Regions from separate parts of the Mus musculus genome. Here region 1 is linked to region 2. A link is a contact called in public promoter capture Hi-C data. All regions are on one chromosome and are shown on one strand. The core of a region is the stretch at or near the end of the contact, and the rest is flanking DNA. Distances in the headings are between cores, read along the strand shown. Region 1 overlaps Mtss1 (MTSS I-BAR domain containing 1). Region 2 overlaps Mtss1 (MTSS I-BAR domain containing 1).

Region 1 (5,763 bases), core at 2,799-5,298, 77 kb after region 2:
GAAGGCATGCTAAGATGGCCGTCTCAGTGTATCTAGCCACCATCTAAACCCGGGGCGAAATAACCTCTCTCCATTCTTAGCTCTTTCTGCAGGATCCCACCCAACACAAGCAAATTCCACAAAGCTTATCTATGGAGCTTTGACTCACTCCATTCCTGAGATGTGAAGGAGACCCTGTTTGTGACACACGGGCCCTTTCCCACACATCTAATGACAAATGAACACAGAGTTCCCGATTTAGATGGATAATTTGTGTCTGGCTTTGCAACCTTGTTGCCAAGGAAGCTTCCAGACACTGGATTTCCTTTTGTTCTGCTAGAAATGTTAGTTGTGGGGAGAGGGGCTCTCCGTAAACAGCAGCAGGAAAATAAGGCCTGCCGCCCCCCCCAACACACACACACACACACACACACACACACACACACACACACACACATGAAAAGTGCAGGAGTCGGCAGATCCTGATTGCACAATTAGAGAAGGTTTCATCCCCACAGCTTTGGGTTCTACTTTCTCTATAAATACTTACTCATTTTCTAATTAAACAAACAATTAGTAGAAAGCACAGCCTGAGAAACTGCGTAGGTGTCACCCTCTTGCAAATGATGCCAAGTAAGGGTGAATCAGAAGTGTCGGGCTCTTAATGTTTGCAAAACTGGACCAAACCCGAAGTGCACATGCTTCACAGCTGGCTCTGGAATACAATCAAGGTAATTTTGTTTTGTTTTTATTTGTTTTACAAGGACTCAAAAACAATGAGCTACTTGGTTGGTTTCCAGTAAGGCTCAGCGTCTTTGTCAATGCAAAGTCATTGACTCAACAACACAACGCAAGCAGTGGCCTTCCTAGATCACAAGCTAAAAATCTCCTGACTCGGTGTGGCTAAACAAAGCTAATGTTTACTCTCCAGGGCTTCATTCAGAACTGGTAAGAGAAAAAGAAATGGCTGTAACATAAGAAAATCCCTGCACTCTAGGAAGGAAGACGGTACCAGCATCTTGCTCCAAGCATTCGCAAAAGAACACTTCGGCAGGCACAGGCTAAGTTTAAATTCCCTAATTATGGTGGTTTAAATAAGAAATGTCCTCCATAGGCTCAGATATTCGGACAGCTGATCCCAACTGGTGGCGCTGTTTGAGAGCAGTAATGGAACCTTTAGGAGGTAATGACCCTTCTGGAGGAAGAGTATATCACTACAGAGTAATCACACTGCACTTGGCCCTCTGCTTTCTACTTTCAGTTGAGAGATGATCAGCTTGGCTTCCTGCTCCTGCTACTAAGCTAATTCTGCTGCCAGGCCTCTCTGCTATGATGTTCTCTCATCCCCTGGGAATCTTAAGCCAAAATAAGCATTTTTATCTGTAAGTTGCTTTTGGTCCGGGAGTATTTTATCACAGCAATAGAAAACTAAGTAATATGCTAATTTAAAATCTGTGTTTGGTTCATTCATTCACTCGGTGATTATTCACGGAGCATCAGTTGCCAAGGAGATAAACAATGATACAAAGTCTGTGCTCCTGGAGCATCCAAGCTGCTGGGAGGAACATAGGAGGAAGAAGCCATGAAAATAAAGTACAATATGCAGAACAAAGACAGAGAAAGGACCGAGGATGCAGAGGACAGGGGTGTGGCTGAAAAGGGTTCCCCACGCTGGGGCTGGAACAACCCAAAGGTGTGGAGAACAAGACTTCCAGCAGAGGGAACAGCAGGCACATTGGTTCTGGGATGAACAGGAATTTGGAGAGGTGAGCACGGGGAACAGGTGGGGTTAGAGGTAAAAAGAGACAGGAAACGGTCAGACCCTGCAAGCTTGCAGGCAGTGGTCAGAGATTTCTAACTTCCTTCTTCCTAAGATGGAGTTTCACAAGTCCGCAGCAGCTGGTAATTAAAGTACCAGTGACTGCCTGAACCCAACAAGTTTATGTGCTTTGAGAGGTGTCATGGTCAACACCATGAGCACAGCACCCAGGACTTGCCAGGGGCTCTCGCTGAGTCCTTTTTTAAACATTTATACATGAGACGGTAAAGCCAGAGGTTTAAGGATGAGCCATAAAAAAAACCCCTCGCTCCTAATTACGAAGAAAGCAGTTCTTCCCATCTCTAAGGTTAAGGAAGAAAATTCTAGAGTCTAGAAGAAGCGACTTAGTAGTCGTCTCTCTCTGACAACTCCAAAGCATCACTTTAAAATGGCTTAGGACCTGGACACATGAGTGCCCGAAGGTCTAGTCACCCAAGAAAATGCAAAGTAAGAGACACAGGGCTCCTTGAGTCTCCATCAGAATCAGCTCCATGAGCCAGGTGTGGTGACGAATGCCTTTAATCCCAGCACTTGGGAGGCAGAGGCAGGCAGATTTCTGAGTTCAAGGCCAGCCTGGTCTACAAATTGAGTTCCAGGACAGCCAGGGCTACACAGAGAAACCCTGTCTCAAAAAAAAAAAAAAAAAAAAAAAAAAAATCAGCTCCATGGAAGCATCCAGATCGTAGCTCAGACCTGGCACACTTGTCCGTAGGGGGTTACTGGCCACAGAGCATAGTCCACTGCGGTTCTAAATGGTCTCTCTTCTAGTCTGCCATGCTGGGTGCAGCTTCTTCAATTATTTTTCTCTATATGGTACTTCTAAACTGCAAGTTCTCTCCTCAGCCAAAGTCCCTCTCCCTCTCCTCCCTCTTCCTCCCCCTCCTCCTCCTCCCCACCCCCCACCCCCCTCTTCCCTGAGATAGGGTTTCTCTGTGGTTACTCTGGCTGTCCTGGAACTCACTCTGCAGACCAGGCTGGCCTCGAACTCAAAAATCCACCTGCCTCTGCCTTCCAAGTGCTGGGATTAAAGGCGTGTGCCACCACTGCCCAGCTATCCTATCTCTTTCTAACCAAGCCCACCTTGTCCTCTGTGCAGGAAAACACCTTGTTTCTGTCCCCAGACCTCTGCTCCCCAGGTACAGATACCTGCACCGGGACTGCCAGGTTCCCAGGGAGGAGGGTCTCTTTGCAGAAGAGGATCAAAGTGGAGACAGCGTTCTGACACTTGCTCACTCCAACCAGATGGCTCAAATTTTAAAACAGACTCTCTGCAGTAGCAGAGCAGCTGAAATGCCCCAAAGGCAAATCTGAGGACAGGTCCAGTAGGGCAATCAAGTCACCGCTTACCCTTGTCTGATATCCATTTCCCTTGTAAAATAAGACATGCAAACAAGTTAAGGTTTTCCAATGGTGGACTAGCCAAGTCCCAACCAGTGTGATGGTGACAGCCTACTGAGTTCACATGCTTCCTGCTTGCTGGCACAGGAGGCCGTAGTAACTCTGTAGAAGTCTGAAGGGAAATTGTGAAGCTGCAATCTCTGGAGAGTCATATGGAATAAATACATTGTAATTCTCTCCAAGGACAGTATGAATTTGGGGATTTGGTGGGGGGGGTTTATCCCTCTTCTTGAATCAAGTGTAAAGTAAAATAAAAGGCCAGTACTAGTCTCTAAGGAATACAAAGGCCATACCAATGCTAAAGGACATCCATACGTCCTTTATCCACCTGGATAGTCACCTGGAATTACGAAGCAGTAAGAAGGGCATGGTGGAAGAACGTTGCCCTCTGCTTCCTGTCAGGAAAGAGACCAGGACTGGCTTCTGCTTCCTTTCCTAGTTAGCTAAGCCCCAAGAGCAGAACTGAAGAACTTAGCTCTGTGCCAAGCAAGCGAAGCCTTCTTCAGAGTTATCTCAAGCTGGGAAGGGAAGTTCCTGCGCATTCTATCCACCTCAGGACAGTGTGGAAGAGACAAGGGCAGGAAAACTACATGAAATGAAGTGATGAGAAGGGACCACACAAGGTGGGTCTGAAGAGACCCTCCTTGAAAGGAATCACTCTCAGAAGTGCCGGGCATGAAGGAGAGCTGGGCACACGCACGCACCACCCAGATGTGGGCCTACCAAGGAAACCGACACCCAAGCCACGATTCCAAAATCCTGTGTGAAAGTCCTCAGGGGGTGAGGGAGAGAGGACTGCGCTAGTCCCTTGAGCTATTTTAAGCACTATGACTTCATCCTGCTTGCTGAAGCAGACAGATGGGCCCCATCAATTCATGCCACTACAGGGGAGGGAGACCCAGACTAGAAGCCACACGTTCATCCTGCCTTCGTGCATCCTGATGATGGGGCTCTGGCACGGGGGCAGGAAGCCCCGTTTCTTTTATTTCTTGTCTTTCCCAAACCTAAGGGTATTTGACAAGTGTCACACTTCATGGAAGCAGCCACCAGGCCTACCCGGACAATGGCCCTGGTGGAGCTGCAGCTAAAGCCAGGAAGCCTTTCTGCTGTGATCAGCCCCAGCTAACCATGACCTCTCTTCCCCTCCAAACACAGAGGCTCCTCCTCAGCAAAGAGTGGAAGAGACAAAAGGCTGAAGATTAGAGCAGAGTGAGGTAGACTCGTGTACCACAGGTCACTCTGGGGCACAGGGTTCCCTCCCACCATCTTTCCATGAACTCAGAGAACCCAAAGGACAGGCATAAGATTAACTATATGCACGTGTGTGCTAACCCTCTGCCAGGCACTTGTCAGTCTTATGTAAAACTCCCAACCACCGTATGTATGAGGTTAGATCCCGCTCATTCTTGTCTCCAATCCCAGCAGAGAGAAGCAAGTCAGAGAGCTGGGACAATAGCAAAGCTGGGAAGACCCCTCCACCATCAGAGGGTAACAGGATCAAATGCTTTGCCGGCCTCCGAAGGGAAGGTGTGAGGCTTACAGAAGACCCTGATTCTCCACCAGCCTACCAGATGTGTCACTAGGAAGCATCATGAGGGAGGAGGGCTGGAGACCAACAAGTGCCGGGGGGGGGGGGGGGTCACTGGGGCCGATGCAAGAACACGGGACAGTTTAATTAATGAGGTCACTGCCTCTTAGATACTTTGGATGCTGCTCAAGGATCCCCTCCAAAGAACTCCAAAATGTCTCCACCGGCTCAAGAGAGCCAGCCCCCAGGCTCATTCTGCAGGAGTCTTCAGTTTGCCCTCCCAGGGCCCCAGCAACCATGAATCTTCCTGGTTCTCTGTCCACCTATTCAGACCGAGTCACACAAGGTAGACTGTACGACAAGGGCGTCTGAGTTTAAGGGGCTTTTGAGAGTCATCTAAATTGCAGTGTGTATCAACACTTCGTTCTTTCTAAGCTCTGATAATATCCCATTAGCTAGATGTCACGATCGGCTCCTGCAGTCATCCAACGGAAGCCGGGTGGCTGGCTTCCATCTTCTGACTATCATGCACCGCACCGCTGTGCACGCTCCTGTGGAGGGCTGTTAACTTTTAAAGTTCTTTTACGTTTGACTCTGACACACACGTATGTGAAGCCTGGTGCTGTGGACTGTATTTGGGGCATGCTGCCTTCCTCATTAACCTATAAGGTTCCAACCCTTCCACCTTTTTATAAGAAAAAATGGCCAAGACTTTCCAGAATTTCCACAGCAGAGTCAGACACAAAGGAATGAGAAGGTGACTGCCAATTATTAGGCTTTTAGAAATTACTCATAACTGAGAATGTGCGGCAGGGCTTTTATGAAGCTGGATATTATTCCAGATACGCATGGGAAATGAGACGGTGGCATGAAAGGTTAGATTAAAAAACAAAATATGACACTACAGGAATACGGAGAGAAGGGAAGAAATGATACAGGGGAAGGAGGGCCATGGTTCTCTACTCTGGCGCTTTCCTTCACTGCTGCCTAATTAGGTGACCTCAGAACGCCCTGGCTGCCCTTCCATCAAAGGTGGCAT
Region 2 (5,657 bases), core at 2,372-4,871:
TTATGGTCACTGGTATGCCGCCTCAACTCTGTGGCCTAGTGTGGTGGTTTTAATGAGAAGGGGTCCTGTGGGTTAATATATTGGAATACTTGGTCTACAGTTGGCAAAACAGCTTGTGAAGGATTAGGAAATATGCCCTTGCTACAGGGAATGTCACTGGGGACAGGCTCTGAGGTTTCAAAAGCCCACACCACTCCCCATTAGCCCTCTCTACTTCATGACACCAGGCTCCTTACTCCAAGTCCCTCACTGTTAGCTACAAACTCTAGCTTAACTCCATTTTGATTAAGTAAACCGGGTCCTTCAGCACTATGAGTGCCTGGATCAACCGTCAAGGACGCCAGATTCATGTTTCTATCCCTCTCCTATCTCAGAGGGGAGGTGGAGCCCTCTGGCTGGTACGATTTGGGAAATGTCTTACAAGTTCCTCTTTACTTGATTGCAAGCAGCTGTGCTGTCTGAAAAGGAATAATTCCCTTTTAAATTCTGCTGCATCCTTTGGCTTATAACTATCCTAAGGCTGGGGATGTAAGACAATGGTTGGTCACATGCCTGTGAGAGACTCTGGATTCCATACCCAGCACCAACAAAACATACAGAGAGCCTACTGGTGTGTATGCGCGTGTGCACCCCCCACCTCTGTGAGTGTGTGTGTGTGTGTGTGTGTGTGTGTGTGCGTGTGTGTTCCACACCTAGCTCCAACAAAACATACAAAGAGCTTATTAGAGGGGGGTTGGGGGAGGGGAGAGAGAGAGAGAGAGAGAGAGAGAGAGAGAGAGAGAGAGAGAGAGAGAGAACAGACCCTGGGTTCCACATCCAGTAACAAACAAACAAACAGAAAGCCTACTGCTGTGTGTGAAGCAGCCAGAGGTTAGTGTTAGTGTCCTTTTCTCCTGTCCCCCTGCTTCTTTGAGACAAGGTCTCTCACTAAACCCAGAAACCACTGATTGGCCTCATTAACTACCCAGCAAGGGGATCACCCGTCCGCAGCCTCCCAGTGTTCACTGAGGTGAGAGGCATGTGTCACTCCACCCTGGTAAGTGTTGAAAATCCAAACTTGGCTTGAGTGTCAGGCACTTCCCCTAGCCTACTCTTGGAAACTAGCCAGGTAAGTACAAGCTTTCAGACCTCAGAGACCGACCCCCCCCCCCAATTTACTATCTTTTGCTCCCCCAGACATCACTGGGGCATAAATTGTGCTTGGGCCACTAACAGCGGCATGAGAAGAGAGAAAGGCTTTGCAGTTTCAGCAAGGGTTATCAGGGTACGAGACTGTGTTAGTTCTCAATCCATCAGAAACAGAGAGAGCTAGACTGCACACTAGGTGACCTTTAAGGAGACAATAGTTCTGCCCTCCTTCTGACCACATTCGGATTGGTAGGAGCACAGCAGGCATGGCTTAGTGAGCACATTAGAGGGATGGAGGCCCTGGGTGCCAAGCCAAGGCACCCTGGCTGAGACAAACATACTGAAAGTAAATGCAGCTCGCTCAGGCCAAGCTCGCTCAGGCCAGAGTTTTTCTGTGGGAAATCGCATCTCTAAAGGGGGAAAATGAGGGGAAAGGCTCACATGGCTAAATAATGCTGAAGAGCTCTGAAATATGAGGTTCTGCACTTGCTAACCTTGGCTGAGCAACCAGGTTCTCTGGCTCAGCCTCCCCACACTCCTCTGCCTTCCAGCAGGTGGCGCTAGAGATGGGCCCCAATAGATGGTGGCACCAATCATGTCCTAGCATTGGGTACACTGTGCTAATTAATTAACAAGTGTGGAGCCAAAGCTGACAAACTGGCCCTAAGAAACAGGCACCCCAAGGGTTGTATACACCACCAACACACACAAGAGACCTGGTCTAGCTCGGTGAGTGTCATCCAAACTATGGTACATGGAGAGATTACACATCTTTCCTCCTCAAGGGGTCAAAGTGCCAACAGAGTTACCCACGGGGGCTCTAACAAGCCATTCTCACTGGAACTGAGGGTTTGGGTTATCACTGTTCACCAATAGAGTCTCTGTCCCTGGGGAAAAACCTGAGATGACATGAAGAGGAGGTGTCCCCATTGTGGAGCATAATGTCACACCAACTTAGGTACTACAAGGATGCAGGGGAGAGACGCAGTCTCTTTGAGGCTACCTACTTAGAAGTGATAGCTTACCCAACCAACACAGTATTTTTAACTACTGCTGATGCTGAGACAGGCTTCCAGCCCAACTTAGAGGATCTCTCCCTTTGGGGGGGGGTCTCTTTTAAATGACCCATCAGCAGTGGTCAGGGCTCCCTGGGTGCCTGCTGCTCTCTGGGTGAAGGGCGTCCTTACCTGGTTGGCAGCTTCAGGTGGCATGGGAGAGGGTGACTTGGACTGGAAGGCGTCCTGGGATATGAATCCTGAGTCGTGGGAGGACACGCTGGACAGCCTCACGGGGGCCTGCTGGGCCAGGTTAGAGCTGCGGTACCGGTAATGCGAGCTGGGCGAGTGCGAGTGGGAGCCACTGGACCGGGAGTCACTGCTGTTGACGCTGTTCAGGCTGCTGTTGGGAAAAGCACAAGGAAACGTCAGCTCCTTGCCCCGGAGAAGCATACAAACTCAGGACATGTTATCCAAGACCCAATCGGGCTGGTGAGCGAGAGGTTCTTTTAGGCAAACAGCAAGAGAGCTAGGTTTCGGGTCTCTGAGGCTACTACGTGGCAGTCTTAGCATGCAAGAGCCTATACTTTTTACCAAAAAAAAAAAAAAAAAAAAAAGCAATGAGGCCCAACTCTACTGTGCCACCTACCAACAAAACTGGGGAACAAACACTTGAGATATAAAGAAAGAAGTGGGGGCGAACTCTTCTGCCTGCAGCAAGAAACCGCTAAGTCCAAAGCAGGGACATGGTCTCACATCCTTGGGTAGACTACCTGGATCCAGATGACCAGAGGCCACACAGCTAAACAGCACTGGCAGGTACCCTATGCTTAAGATGGATCCCATCCTAAGTGGATTCCATCCACCAAAGTACATCGGCCAATCAACTCGGAGGGGGAGGGGATGGGGGGCGGCGGGGGTAGTGGTGGTGGTGGTGGACGGGACTGAGTGCAAGCGCTATGTATGGTGAGTTGACCACTGGCTCTACTCCTTCGTGGGCATTTCCCTGTTAAACCATGTGTGGCTGGGTGTAGCAGCATGGGCAGCTTTCGGTGAGGAGAGCCAGTCAGTGCTAAGCTGCTTACTTCTACGGTGAACCAATAAGCAGGAAGTAGGGTAATGGCTCTGACCCTGGAGGTGCTCTACCTGCAAGCAAGCAGAGCTAAAACGTGCAGGGCAGTTACAAAACCCCTTGGGGGGATGTAGCCTGGCAAGCCTGGGGAAGCCTCAGGGTTTGCAAACGTGTGTGGCTGTGGCTGGTCGATGCTAAGACGCCTTGCAGGGATCTGTCACACACAGGGATCTGTCACACACAGGGATCTGTCACACACAGGTGAGCACAGCAGGGGGAGCAAACAGCCGTGGGGGGATAAATGCTACGATTTTTAGCCAGAAGATGGCATTTGGGGACCGAAAGGCACTCCAGCCAGCTCCTGTCAGTGCAACTGAGTAAGGCCAGGAGGAGAAGGCAGCGTAGCTTGTTCTGCGCTAATGAGACGGGCCTTGCTGAGCCACTGAAACATAAAAAGGATTTTCCTCTGACTCAAGTAAACATACAGCCCATTAAAGGCGCCAAGAAAACAAGCAACATCTTCGGGAAAGAGGTGAGGACATAGCCTCTTGACTGGAACTGCCTGCCACCTATGTACCCGACAAGCTCTAGGGTGAAATGAAGCAGGCAGGATGCTGGGCCGCATCTCCCTAACAGCCGGAGCTGAGTCCCTGCTCCTTCCTCTCTAGGCTACTTCACAGCCATCTGGTTTCGCTACGTCAAGTCAAATGATTGGCGGCAGCGGTAGTATGGGACCGAGGCAGGGAGCCATATCAGGTGATGCTTGCAACTTTCAAGAACAGAATAAACCTTTGCCCTTCGCAGACCAAGAATAGCTGCCTCGTGAAACTACATAATGGTCCTGTAGGGCCCAGGACCCTAAATGCTTATTTCCACAAGGAATGGTGTGAGTAGGCATGAAGGATACAGCAAGGCCAAAGCCACCGTAGCTTCTGTCCCAGCTACAGTTAGATCAACTTCTTAAAAAGGAAAGAAACGGTCTACCTTGGGCTCGGAACACTAGTGGTGGGGAATGACGGACAGAGACAGACTTAAGAGTGAGTACATTCTTCGCCTCACTATTTCCTATTTCAAATTGGCCCCTTTGGACATACAGCCTGGCTCCTCGTTGCACTCACATAAATAGATCTCGGAAAGCATTAGGAGGCCCTGGGCTTCACTTACCTGCAGACACTTGACTTTCTGGACATAGTTGTACTGGGAGAAGAAGGAGGCGTCTGATAGGACCAACTATAGTCAGAACCTTTCAAGTCCAAAATCACCTGAAGGGACAGAGAGCACAGCTGTGTAAGGGACGGATGGGAGGGGCGTCATCCACAGAGAGGGGCAGAATTAACAGAGAAGATGCCCATTTCAACTAAAGGGCCACAGTACCTATCCCTTCGTGTCACAGTCCTTCAGAGACGAGCAAAAAGCTGGCGTTGACGGGGTGGGGGAGTTAGAGAGGAAAGCCATGGAATACCAGGAGAAAGAGATGATGACAGTGATGGACTAACAACTCCTAAAAGCTATTTTAAACACAGGCTAAAAATCAGTTTTCAGCCTGCAGCTCTGTAAAGACAATAATGGTTTGGGGGCTCGCTGGCTGCACCGTAACCACTTGATGTTCAGTAGACACTCGTGTCCTATTTGACCAGGCTAGAAGCACGAAAACCTCCCTAAGAGTGAGCCAAATCGTATCACAATCATTTCTGTGTGTCTCCCTGGTGACAAAGAGCCATTGAGTGTAAGGTCCACCTCTTGCTCTCTTTTACAGGCACCCCACTCAGGTCTACTTACTGAGTTAACACATATTCGAGTTTAATACAAAAATCTCATAGACAGAAAACCACAAAGCTTCCAAATTTAGCTTCTCAGCTGACTGTCCAAGCAGACAGTAAGAACTGTCTGCAAAAGGCTCAAACCGGCATGTGGCTGGTCAGCTGTCCCCCACTTGATACACTGTGATGGTTTGTAGATGCTCGGCCCAGGGAGTGGCACTATTAGGAGCATGGTCTTGGAGTAGGTGTGCCACTGGGGGCATGGGCTTTAAGACCCTTGTCCCAGCTGCCTGGAAGCTAGTCTTCTTCTAGAGGCCTTCAGATGAAGATGTAGAACTCTCTCAGCTCCTCCTGCACCATGCCTGCCTGGATGCTGCCATGCGCCCACCTTGATGATAGTGGACTGAACCTCTGAACCTGTAAGCCAGATCCAATTAAATGATGGCCTTGTAAGAGTTGCCTTGGTCACGGTGTTGTTCCCAGCACCCTAACTTAGACATAGAGTATCAATATCACACACACCCCAAAAGAGTAAAAGCATTTAGAAATACATCATCTTTTCCTCGGATGGGAGAGGTTCTCATGAATGACTTTATTCGCTCCAGAGAGGGTTGCCGGCCATGGCATCAGAGTGACATGGGGTCCTTTGATAGCTCTCGGCTCAGAGAGGATGAGCCCGGATCTGGTCATGGATCTCCTGAC

What was found. Capture Hi-C pulls out chosen DNA fragments and counts their contacts.
Region 1: a promoter capture Hi-C map of pancreatic islet shows a contact between it and region 2. The contact joins two enhancer-like sites. A contact is called at or near these places in 1 of 115 datasets of contacts at active chromatin or transcription factors (embryonic stem cells) and 3 of 9 other capture datasets (adipose tissue, liver and pancreatic islet).

What each region holds. Positions count from the first base shown.
Region 1 is chr15:59,026,178-59,031,940 of GRCm38.p6, forward strand. All of the region lies in intron 3 of Mtss1 (MTSS I-BAR domain containing 1), which reads right to left. Among named protein-coding and RNA genes, the nearest start is that of Gm41330, 35 kb to the left of the region's middle. Within about 2 kb of position 4,049, at least 109 of the 459 cell types and tissues checked have an H3K27ac peak or open chromatin away from gene starts, as enhancers often do. A contact at or near this core is called in pancreatic islet, where this site is marked.
Region 2 is chr15:58,949,155-58,954,811 of GRCm38.p6, forward strand. It overlaps Mtss1 (MTSS I-BAR domain containing 1), which reads right to left. Exons shown (of 15, transcript NM_144800.2): 10 at 4,360-4,457; 11 at 2,316-2,526. Among named protein-coding and RNA genes, the nearest start is that of Ndufb9, 18 kb to the left of the region's middle. Within about 2 kb of position 3,622, at least 6 of the 459 cell types and tissues checked have an H3K27ac peak or open chromatin away from gene starts, as enhancers often do. A contact at or near this core is called in pancreatic islet, where this site is marked.